Linked DNA regions of Mus musculus: regions 1, 2 and 4 are each linked to region 3. Evidence: chromatin contacts called from public promoter capture Hi-C and targeted proximity ligation data. All regions are on one chromosome and are shown on one strand. The core of a region is the stretch at or near the end of the contact, and the rest is flanking DNA. Distances in the headings are between cores, read along the strand shown. Region 1 holds the start of Hells (helicase, lymphoid specific). Region 2 holds the start of Cyp26a1 (cytochrome P450, family 26, subfamily a, polypeptide 1). Region 3 holds the start of Slc35g1 (solute carrier family 35, member G1). Region 4 overlaps Exoc6 (exocyst complex component 6).

Region 1 (2,700 bases), core at 4-2,503, 540 kb after region 3:
GGACAAATCAACCTGCTCTTCCTAAAGACCTAGAAGGGAAGCCGACCATCAAGGCATGGTTGCATACATTGGCACGTGGGAGGCAGAGGCAGGTGGGGCTCTATGAGTTCAAGGGTGGCATAATCTACATAGCAAGTTCTAGACCAGGGGGGGAGGAGCGCAGCATAGTGAGACCCTGTCGCAAATAAAATCTTATTTTTTAAAATAGAGGATCCCCCCGAAGGTGGTTATGGTAAAGCCATGTCTTTTTCTCTTAAATTTTTCTTTACATTTTTATTTAGTGTGCATATTTAGAGGTGTGTGGGTAGGCTTACAAATGCGACTTGGTACTCATAGAGATTAACGGACAATTTGCAGGACTTTTCTTCTCCGTGCGTAAAGCATTGCAGAAAAGGAATTGAAACCTAAGCAAAACGGCCACGAGAAAAACCCTTCAGCACCCACTCTTATTAGCGGTCTATTTGTTTTCTGAAAAAAAAAAAATTTTTTTTTTTTTTTAAAGATTCATGTACTCCAGGGCTCCAGGGTGTCTGTAAACCAAGGATCACTGACCTTCCAAAAGTCCTAATCCTGTGCCTGGACCTCCACTGCGCGAGATGACAAGGGAGCCTTTCCCTGTGGGCAGGCATTACACCAACTCCGCTACACCTACAGACCTTGTTCTCTCCTCCGTTCCTCTCAGTCAGTTTATCACTCGCTATTTTATCCTAAATACTTTTTCCCCCCTGAACTAGCTATAATCTTAATTTCTCATCTTTCTTCTTACTCACAAACCACTCCTCAGAGTTATTTGGAAAGGAAGTTTACGAAAAACCGCGAACTACAACTGGTCAGGGTCCAGCGAGCTTGGCCGTTTTTGACACCCTAACATCGACCTTCACCTACCGAAAGGACAGGTATTGGGGGCGTTCAAACAATCCAGTGTGTGAAGAGGTCTTGCACCCGCCGAACAACTCGGGACCATCATTAAATAAGAAAGGGGCGATCGGGGCCACTACGGTCTGCGGCGCCTCTGTGACCACGGGCGACATTCAAGGCTGGAGCTAGCTACACCCCCTTTGCCTGGGTCCAGGTAAAGGCTTAACGCATCCCTCCTGGGGAGAGGCGGAAAGCAAAGCCAAGCGCGTCCAAATCTCGTGAGCCGAGGTCTGCAGCGGGCGGGGAGCCCGAAGTCTCGCGAGACCACCGGGTTTTCCCGCGAAAGAGAAGCGCGCGAATTTCTTGCGCCGCGGGGCGAGCGAGCCGGCGGGGTGTGAGGATTTAGCTCGCGGCGTTTGAGGCGACTGGGTCCCCGGCCGGTGTCCAGCCGTGCCTGCGGAGCCGCCCGCGAGCAGCAGCGGTGAGCCGGCGGCGTGAAGGCTGCACCCCGGGGAGGGAGCTCGCCGGGGTCCGGGCTGAGGAGGGGAAAAGGCGTGAGGAGCCGCCGGCGGCGACCTGGTCTGCTTGGTGGCACGGAAGCGTTCCCCCACGTCTCCCTTACAGGTCTCCTCACGAGCTGGGTCCCGGCCGACCGGCTTTGCCACCCAGACGCTGTCCGTGGCTTTGGCCGGCGATGCAGACGGCCAGGGAGGGGGAAGGCCGTGGCTTCCCGAAGTTGGAACTCGGGGGTTGTAACTTGAATCCCGTTCTGAAAGCCCCCGCCGTGCTCCCTTAGGGTCCTTGGCTCCAGAGATGGCCGAACAAACGGAGCCTGCGGTGATTACTCCAGCCATGCTGGAGGAGGAGGAACAGCTCGAGGCTGCGGGACTTGAGAAAGAGCGGAAGATGTTAGAAGAGGTAATGTAAAGTCCACGGCCGGCGGTTCTCCCCGGCTCCCCACCCCCACCCCCGGCCTGCCTCCCCGCCTGCCTCCCCCACTTGCTTCTCCTTGAACTTCCAAGCAGCCCTGGCCACTTGGCTTCTCCGTACTTGTAAAGTGGAAATCTTGGCGTGGGCTTTGAATGATAGATAGGTTTCTGAAGTGTGGTCTGGGCGGGGTAGGTTGCAACTTATCTTTGAGTGGACGTTTCAGATTGCTTTTTTGACTACTAAGATTCAGTCAAGAGTCACTGGTAAGTGTTTGCTTGCTTTTGCCATCTTTATTGGCTTTTAAAATATGTTCTCTCACTGTATGCCTAATGGCCAACATTATTAATCTTTAATGCCCCGAGTCATAATGTATGTATTAGTAGACAGAGGTGGTAGACGTTGACATTAATCAACGGTTGGGCTGTAAGCCGGGTCTACTGATAATTCCCTTCCCCTCTATTTTTCTGTTGGGTTTGTTTTTGAGACAGTATTATGCTGGCCTTCATATCCTAGGGTCCCCCTGCCTAGCTTCCCAGTGCTGGCTGGGATTACTGGAGTGTGCATATCATTCCCTTCTCCTAAGGATTTCTTAGCAATTTATTACTGTTTGCTGCCTAAGTAATCAATTTGTTTTAGTTTTCTACAAGTAAGGTTCTTTAGCTAAAATTGAGGTGTATGTTTTCATGGTAAGTTACAGTATTTGTACATTTCTTTAAAAAACAGAATCTTTTAAAACGTAGTGAAAGCAGCTTTTAACATTTGGCAAGTTTAGTTCTTGATTAGTACTATGAAGTGCCACCACCCTGCTGCTTAGTTGTTGCATATGCAAGAAAAGGTGATATAATCATGGGAAGTTCTTAACTCCATCTTAGTTTTTTTTTTTCCTTGCATTTATTTCATTCTGTCAATAGA
Region 2 (2,700 bases), core at 146-2,645, 700 kb before region 3:
CAGTTCTAAACAAACACACGTCATTCTGTTAGTTTTCCGCGCCACTGGTGCATTCAGTGCCCAAATCAAGGCAATGTGTGGTGCTGACTGGCCAAAGCTTTGTGGCGGGAGGACATGAGAAGCCTTGTGTGTGTGTGTGTGTGTGTGTGTGTGCGCGCGCGCGCGCGCGCGCACACGCACCACGCAGTTCCCCTGTGCCCGTTAGTTATTGACTGAAGGAGCTGACGATTGAAGTTTCACAGTCAACCCCCAGTGGATTCCCATAACGTTCCCAATGGCCTGTGCCAGAAGCATAGGTCCAAACAACCCTCTTACCAGGCTCCGTGGCTTTACAGTGGATGGGATCTGGGAGAGTAGAGGGAAGGTTCTAGAACCCTGAAACCAGACCACTCTATTAGCGAACTCACAGCTGCCTTGTGGTGTAGACGAAGTGGAAACGATCAACTTTGTCCTAAGAGAAACAGACAGCCTGGTGACTCACCCAAGATACAGGCGAGCCAAGGTGGAAAGGGGGGTTTCCTCCCTGTATTCCTCCCCATATCTGCCTGGACTGGGGGCCCTCTTCCCGGCCGCTTGGCTGAGGTTGCAAGCCCCAGGGCTATAGGAATTGGGCCGGCTTGGCGGTATTACTACAGTGGAGGTTGACTTTGGAGCCTCTGGTCTCCTTAGTACCCCACCAGGGCTTAGAGAAGGGAGTCAGGCATGTGCAAGGCTGCACCTGGGGGTCCCAGAGACCTGGAGGCTTACTTGCTTTGAACTCGAAAGCAGGATTTTCCAAGTCTTCATGCGCTGGCTCGCCTGTGGGGCCCTGGAAAGCTAGCGTCCACGATCCGCCAGTCATACTTGACCTCCGAGACCGGCTAGGACCCTCGCCCTGGGATCTTCTTGGGATCCTCCCAGATCAGGAAGCGTTTGGAATCTCATTTACTCAACCGGTGGGTCAAGTCCATTGAACGATGATTCTTGAACGCGCTTTCCAAGCCAATGGAAAAGAGCCCACGAGGCGCCTGTGAATGGTGAGCTGGGAAGGCTTCGGGCTCGGGCAGCTGGTTCGACCCGGCTCGAGGGACAGCAGAGAGACAGCTAGGAAACCCAGGACTCCAAATTCCCACTTCTTGGAACCCCGATCCACAACCCACTCCCCCCGCCCCCTCCCCCGCCCGAAGCCGCACCGTGGTAACTCGGAGCTCTGCACACCTAGGACAAGGAAAGAGGTGTTCCTAGTCCCGCACCCCCAGGAGGCGCGCTCAGAGGGAAGCCGCCAGTGCGCCGCCTCTGCCTCGGCGCGGAACAAACGGTTAAAGATTTTTTTGGGCAGCGCCTCGAGGGGGGAGGAGCCAGGGGCCCGATCCGCAATTAAAGATGAACTTTGGGTGAACTAATTTGTCTGACCAAGGTAACGTGGGCAGTAACCTGGGCGGCCTTATAAAGAGGGCGCGCGGCGGGGTTCGGAGCTAGGGCGGCGGCGGCAGGTGGCGCGGGAGGCTGAAGCGTGCCATGGGGCTCCCGGCGCTGCTGGCCAGTGCGCTCTGCACCTTCGTGCTGCCGCTGCTGCTCTTCCTGGCGGCGCTCAAGCTCTGGGACCTGTACTGTGTGAGCAGCCGCGATCGCAGCTGCGCCCTCCCCTTGCCCCCCGGTACCATGGGCTTCCCATTCTTTGGGGAAACATTGCAGATGGTGCTTCAGGTAAGGGAGCTCGGGAAGGGACCTGACGCTTCCCCCGGAGTCCGCCTCAGCTCTGGGCCTGGGCTGAAGGTGGGATAAGTGTCCTCGCGAGGGAGGCGACCACGGCTTGGAAGAGGGGCTAGACGGAGACCAGATGCTCCCCGGCGCCCCCTCATGCGGGTTGCGGGTCTCTCTCCTCCACCTCCCTCTCAGCGGAGGAAGTTTCTGCAGATGAAGCGCAGGAAATACGGCTTCATCTACAAGACGCATCTGTTTGGGCGGCCCACGGTGCGGGTGATGGGCGCGGATAATGTGCGGCGCATCTTGCTGGGAGAGCACCGGTTGGTGTCGGTGCACTGGCCCGCGTCGGTGCGCACCATCCTGGGCGCTGGCTGCCTCTCCAACCTGCACGATTCCTCGCACAAGCAGCGAAAGAAGGTGAGGGTGAGCTGGCAACTCCTTGGCTGGCAGGGAGACCTCATCCTATGGCTTGGTTCAGGCAAATAGATGCGGGGCGAGGGCTAGTCCTATGTGGTGGGGACCAGGACCCTCTCTATCTGAGATCCACTTTAGCTTTTCTGCTAGCACGTGGGTTAGTCCTGGGGGGACTGAAATTCTTGAAAGGGTACTCGGAAAGGCGAAGGGGGGGGGGCTGAGGGAAAGTAGAGGATTGTAACACTCTCTGCTCCTGGGGGGTGCTCAGGTGATTATGCAGGCCTTCAGCCGCGAGGCACTCCAGTGCTACGTGCCCGTGATCGCTGAGGAAGTCAGCAGTTGTCTGGAGCAGTGGCTAAGCTGCGGCGAGCGCGGCCTCCTGGTCTACCCCGAGGTGAAGCGCCTCATGTTCCGCATCGCCATGCGCATCCTGCTGGGCTGCGAGCCGGGTCCAGCGGGCGGCGGGGAGGACGAGCAGCAGCTCGTGGAGGCTTTCGAGGAGATGACCCGCAATCTCTTCTCTCTTCCCATTGACGTGCCCTTTAGCGGCCTGTACCGGGTAAGGGCGGTTTGCGGAGTCGGAGTAGGGGAACGCAAGCT
Region 3 (2,700 bases), core at 194-2,693:
AGGAATTTCTAAGAAATATTAAATATGAGTCTTTTCTATCAAATACTTATAAAACGAGTTTAGGAGAAGGAATCAACGTCCTTTTATCTCACCCATACGCAAATGTTTCCATCTTTCCCACCACCCATTAAAATGTCTGTTTACACAAAGCCCAGTGCTATATTCCAGGAATTGCAGAACCAAAGATCAGCTTCCCCTTTCCCCTTCTTCCTTCATTTCAAGAGGGCCAGTTCTTAAAAAACTGGCGATGGAATAAGACTGTGAGGTTTGACCCCAGCCAATGGGGAAAAAGACGAAGTCCCATCTAAGGGGGAATGAAAAATAAATGCATTTCCTGTCTACGAGTTCCATCTTCAGAGTACACCCTCTTTTTTTTTTTTCCATTTTTTATTAGGTATTTAGCTCATTTACATTTCCAATGCTATACCAAAAGTCCCCCATACCCACCCACCCCCACTCCCCTACCCACCCACTCCCCCTTTTTGGCCCTGGCGTTCCCCTGTACTGGGGCATATAAAGTTTGCGTGTCCAATGGGCCTCTCTTTCCAGTGATGGCCGACTAGGCCATCTTCTGATACATATGCAGCTAGAGTCAAGAGCTCGGGGTACTGGTTAGTTCATCAAGAGTAAAATTTACCCCGCCTAGGCCCTTCACTTGGAATATCGGTCTCTTTCTTTGAAATCTGGAGCTAACAGAGCTGAGGTAGCTACTTGTCTCAGTTTGTTGAGACAGCCCCCTTTGCCTTGCAATTTTTGTTTGTTTGGATGGTTGGTTTTGGTTTTGTGGAGAAAGGGTTTCTCTGTGCTGCCAGGGCTTTCCTGGAACTCGCTCTGTAGACCAGGCTGGCCTTGAAGTCACAAAGATCCTCTTCACTCAATTTGCCACCACACCCAGGTGCCTTGCATTTTTAAAGAGCCCTCCTTTTCAATTTTATGTTTCAATCTTTATGTTTACACCTTAAATTCTTGGACAGGTCGAAGTGTGTTTAAAAACTCACATAATGCTTAGAAGTCCTCGGGGCATCACAGAGGTGATCCATATCAGTAAACAGACACTCAGTCCCTTTTAATTTAATTTAATTTAATTTAATTCATGTATTTATTTAGGGAGGGCGTCTCACTATACAGCCTTAGCTGGCTTTGAACTCACAAACCCACATGCCTCTGTCCCTAACTGCTGGGAGTAAGGGCGTGGGCTACCACGCCCAGCTCAGAGGTACAGTCTTTCTAAAGCAGCAGAAGGCCCCAAGACCCGAGGCGCCAGGGCTGAGAACCAAGCGTCCCTCCCTGTCTGTGCAAAGACAGAGGAGGACCAGTGTGCTGTCTAGCCCGACTGCCCTGGGGTGGGGGTGGGGGACAGTCACCGCGCCAGCTGTAGCCACCGCAGCCGGAGAGCACGAGCGAGCGCAGGCGGCGGGCTCCCCGGGGCGGGAGGGCAGCGGAGGACAAGCGCGCGGAGCCGGGCGCACGCGCACGCGCACACGCACCGGCTCGCCGGGGGCCGGAAGAGCCGAGCGGCCGGGCGGCAGCTGCGGGCGCCAGAAGGCGCGCGGCTGCGGGGAGAGCGCGGGCTGCGGGATGGGGCCCCCGGAGAGCGCGGCGGAGCTTGCAGCCGAGGCGGTGGAGCTGCGCGAGCCCGAGCTGCAGCTCGCGGACCCGGCGTCCCCCGGCGAGGAGCACGTGGACGTCGAGGCGGAGGGCGCCCCTGGCCGCGGCAGGTGCTGGCCGTGTGGAGCCTGGGCGTGCGGCTCGCGTGGGGAGCCCGGTGAGTGCGGGCGGGCGGGGTCGGTCTGGTCCTCTGCGCACCGGCCTGAGCCGAGACCCAGAAAGTTTCCGAGTGTTAATAACCCCAAATTGGTGACGGGGGGTGGGGGGTGGGGGGGTGGGGGACAGGACCTCGCAGTCCAGTGGCAGTCAGAGGTGAAAGGTCACCGAGAGGGGCCAGGCAGCGGGTGGCAGGAAGCCGACTTGGAACCCACATCGTGGGTGTAAACCGATCTTCCTGAACCAAGTTGGAAAGACTGGAGTTCTGGAAGTGTTTGTCACGGAATCTCAGCATCGCAGAGAGGAAGAGTTCAGTGGACCACTGACCCTCAAGCTTTGGGGGGACAGGGGGACTTTTTAGCTACTGGCTTAAAACGAGGTACACCTTGCGAGGAGCCTCGGTGAAGAACCCTTAACTTTCGTTCAAATTCCCCTAACAAAGAAGTAAAGAGAGGCCGTGGAAGATGGGGGTTCGGGATTCGGTCTCACCCCACCTCCATCTGCCAAGGTCTGGGTAGGGCAGGTCCAGACAGCACTAGGTAAGGCTCTCTACTTTTGCCAGAGACTCTGTCTGCCTAGGGCCCTTTCCACTAAATAGCTTTCCAGTAAGAAGCCCATCTTTTAGACCTTTCTCAATCTAATCTCCGGGGTCTCTTCCCCTGAATATGCCCTACGACTTCTGTGCCTCTTGTCCCACTCAGGTTCCTACCTTCTTAGTTGTGTTTTTCTGAGTTAAGAGAGAAAAGTCTCGGGGAGATGAGTATTGCTACATTTCTGTCCTGAAAGCAAAGAGAAAAGATCTCGGGTTTCTGATTTTGTTTGCATGGATAGGTTACCCCATGTTGGGCTGACTAACCCGGGAGCTCCTGAGGTCAGTTTTTTTTCTAGTCACCCTATGGGTGGATGTCATTCTGGCCTAATGTGGAACTGGGCCTT
Region 4 (2,700 bases), core at 8-2,507, 720 kb before region 3:
AGGGAATAAGGGAGCGAGGGAGGGAGGGAGGAAGGGAGAGAGAGAGGGAGGAAGGAAGGGAGAGAGAGAGAGGAAGAGAGAGAGAGAGGAAGAAGAGACATGCTTCAAGAATATTTTGCTTCCACAGTGAATGACTTAAAGGCTGATGCTTGTGAACAAGTGCGGCACACAGCACCCTGAGCTCACCCATAGTCCCCACAGAGGGAGAGCAGAAGGGAGCAGAAGGCACGGCTGAAAGCAGGCTTGGGAAATGGACATTTGAATAGAGAAGACTTGGGTAAAGACAGCTTAAAGGCTGTTAACCTTGGGAGACAAGTCAAAGAGGAAGCAAAAGGAAAACTTTTGTGTTTTAAAACAGAGTGTTTTTTTGTAGTGTACGCTTAAACTCCTGCCTCTCCTGTTCATGTGTTGGGGTTACAAAGTCCACCACCATGCCAGGGTTTCTAAGGTGCCGGGGGTTGAATCCAAGGCCTCATGCATGCTAGGCCAGCACTCTATTGATTGAAGCCCACCACTAGCCCTTTGTGTGGATTTTGACTAAGTTTATTGTGACTCTATCTAAAATTCTCTCCTAAGCTTCATCTAGAATTTTCCTAATGTGGTATTTTCACAGAAAGAGGAAAGTCTGGTGCCCAGTGTGGCTTGCTCAGTAAGTGCTTTCTTCTTCAATTCCCAGTAGCCAATTACTGGGGATTTGTTTGGAGGGCAAGTGTCCATCCTCAGTGTTGTCTTGGGCTTAGGACTTGTTAAAGTCTCTGAAGCGCTCTAGGAACCTTGTGTCAGCTTTGTGTCTTGAAGGCGAAGGAAAACCGATCTTCTGGTTTACTTTTGGATTTTGTAGAGCAACCCTGAGGTCCCAGGTGGATTTAGTGTTTGGAAAAGGGAACTTGGGGGACTAACGCTGCCTGAGCCCCCAGGTCACTCTTCACATTTACAAAAGCAAACCTGGTGTCCCCAGTTGCTTCTCTCTTGACTCTTATTTATCTTCTGTCTTGGGTCACTGCCCCTGAGGTGCATCAAAAGCAAACTCCAAAAGACCAAAAACAAAGAAAACTAAACCAGATTCAAGGAAAAATGACCCGGCACCGTGGATTTGGTTTTACAAAGGCTCCATAGAATGGCTTTAAGTCTGCCTGCATTGTGCTGTTTGCACAGAGTGATTCACAGGTTTGAGACTCCAAGAATCTACAGATTCTGAACAAGTCCATAGGATGGGACACTGTCAGCCAGTGAGATGGATCAGCATGGAGGAATTCTCAGTGATTCTGAAGTGATTCAACTATTTCCAGCATATATATGGGACCACTGTGCAACCATGGCATTCCTTAAGCTGATGGTTTTGTTTGTGGACACACAGGAAGCACCAAGGAAGTAAAATGTAGAACAGACTTACAGATGTTGGCAGGACTCCACCTGATGTGTTACAGTTGTTCTCCAGGGTAACTTTGAATCCTTACTGAAAAAGGGACGCTAATTTTAAGTGGTCTTTCAGACTGGGTTGAGATGGAATGGAAACGTGCTATTTTGTTCCTTGGTTTTATGTGATCCATACCTTGATTACCTCCCAAAAGACTTGAAGAAGCATCTTGCTTGGCTATTGGAACAAACCCACTTACAGAGCTTAATACTGATCCTTATTACCATGTGCCTTACTTTATCCTTTAATAAGCATTTGCGGAGTTGCTTTTGGATAATGTGGTGATGCTTTGTTTTTGTTCATGTTCAGGCTACATCTTTGAACTCTATGTATCCATGGTAACTAATAAATTCACGTGTTGAGACCATGTCTTACTGTCCCCCTCCCCATAGGACTAAAGGATTTATTGTTTTGTTTGTTCACTGCCATCTGAAGGAAGCAACACTTGAAATGGAGTGATGTTTTCTGTAATAGCGGCTTTAATATTAAAAATGCAGCATCCTGTGAAACCCGGACAGCTTGGAGAGGGAGTCCCCCCCAAGGAGAGGGGATCCCCAAGGAGAGGGAGTCCCCAAGGAGAGGGGGTCCCAAGGAGAGGGAGTCCCCAAGGAGAGGGGGTTCCCAAGGAGAGGGAGTCCCAAGGAGAGGGGGTCCCAAGGAGAGGGCATCCCCAGGGAGAGGGCGTCCCCAGGGAGAGGGGGTCTCCAAGGAGAGGGGGTCCCCAAGGAGAGGGAGTCCCCAAGGAGAGGGAGTCCCCAGGGAGAGGGTTCCCCAAGGAGAGGGAGTCCCAAGGAGAGGGCGTCCCCAGGGAGAGGGGGGTCCCCAAGGAGAGGGGGTCTCCAAGGAGAGGGGGTCCCAAGGACAGGGCGTCCCCAGGTAGAGGGGGTCCCCAAGGAGAGGGAGTCTCCAGGGAGAAGGCGTCCCCAGGGAGAGGGGGTCCCCAAGGAGAGGGAGTCCCCAAGGAGAGGGAGTCTCCAAGGAGAGGGGGTCTCCAGGGAGAAGGCGTCCCCAGGGAGAGGGGGTCCCCAAGGAGAGGGGGTTCCCAAGGCAACGGCAGGGTGTGGGGTGAAGGCCTGAGTGGAGCCCTGTGGGGCCTGGAATAAAGCGCTGGTCTTGTGTTACCCTTTCATTTCAGTAGAGATGTATTTTTCAAAAGGCTAGGCATAGTGGGGCAAAGCCTTTAATACCAACACTCAGGAAGCAGAGGTGGGTTGATCTGCTGAGCCGAGCCTGATGGACAGAGCACGCTCTGGGCCAGCCAAGGCTACATAGTGAGAAGATGT

Evidence for each region. Promoter capture Hi-C pulls out the DNA fragments that hold promoters and counts their contacts.
Region 1: a targeted proximity ligation map of pancreatic cancer cells shows a contact between it and region 3. A contact is called at or near these places in 1 of 484 Hi-C or Micro-C datasets (embryonic stem cells), 4 of 130 datasets of targeted methods (embryonic limb bud, microglia, neural tube and 1 more) and 2 of 9 other capture datasets (adipose tissue and embryonic stem cells).
Region 2: a promoter capture Hi-C map of liver shows a contact between it and region 3, with 2.5 times the contacts expected there. A contact is called at or near these places in 5 of 39 promoter capture datasets (embryonic stem cells, hippocampal neurons, liver and 1 more), 2 of 484 Hi-C or Micro-C datasets (embryonic stem cells and liver), 1 of 130 datasets of targeted methods (stem cell-derived neural progenitor cells) and 1 of 9 other capture datasets (adipose tissue).
Region 4: a targeted proximity ligation map of pancreatic cancer cells shows a contact between it and region 3. A contact is called at or near these places in 3 of 39 promoter capture datasets (hippocampal neurons, liver and pre-B cells) and 1 of 130 datasets of targeted methods (pancreatic cancer cells).

Annotation. Positions count from the first base shown.
Region 1 is chr19:38,929,737-38,932,436 of GRCm38.p6, forward strand. Hells (helicase, lymphoid specific) reads left to right here and starts at 1,254. Exons shown (of 22, transcript NM_008234.3): 1 at 1,254-1,339; 2 at 1,655-1,776. The coding sequence starts at 1,672.
Region 2 is chr19:37,696,413-37,699,112 of GRCm38.p6, forward strand. Cyp26a1 (cytochrome P450, family 26, subfamily a, polypeptide 1) reads left to right here and starts at 1,396. Exons shown (of 7, transcript NM_007811.2): 1 at 1,396-1,686; 2 at 1,879-2,103; 3 at 2,369-2,659. The coding sequence starts at 1,498. Gm32342 (a long non-coding RNA gene) reads right to left here and starts at 1,134. Exons shown (of 3, transcript XR_003952929.1): 1 at 748-1,134; 2 at 316-451.
Region 3 is chr19:38,394,537-38,397,236 of GRCm38.p6, forward strand. It overlaps Slc35g1 (solute carrier family 35, member G1), which reads left to right and starts at 1,444. Exons shown (of 3, transcript NM_175507.3): 1 at 1,444-1,765. The coding sequence starts at 1,579.
Region 4 is chr19:37,675,509-37,678,208 of GRCm38.p6, forward strand. The region is part of intron 20 of Exoc6 (exocyst complex component 6); the gene reads left to right. Gm32342 (a long non-coding RNA gene) reads right to left here. Exons shown (of 3, transcript XR_003952929.1): 3 at 1,879-2,700. Among named protein-coding and RNA genes, the nearest start is that of Cyp26c1, 8.8 kb to the right of the region's middle.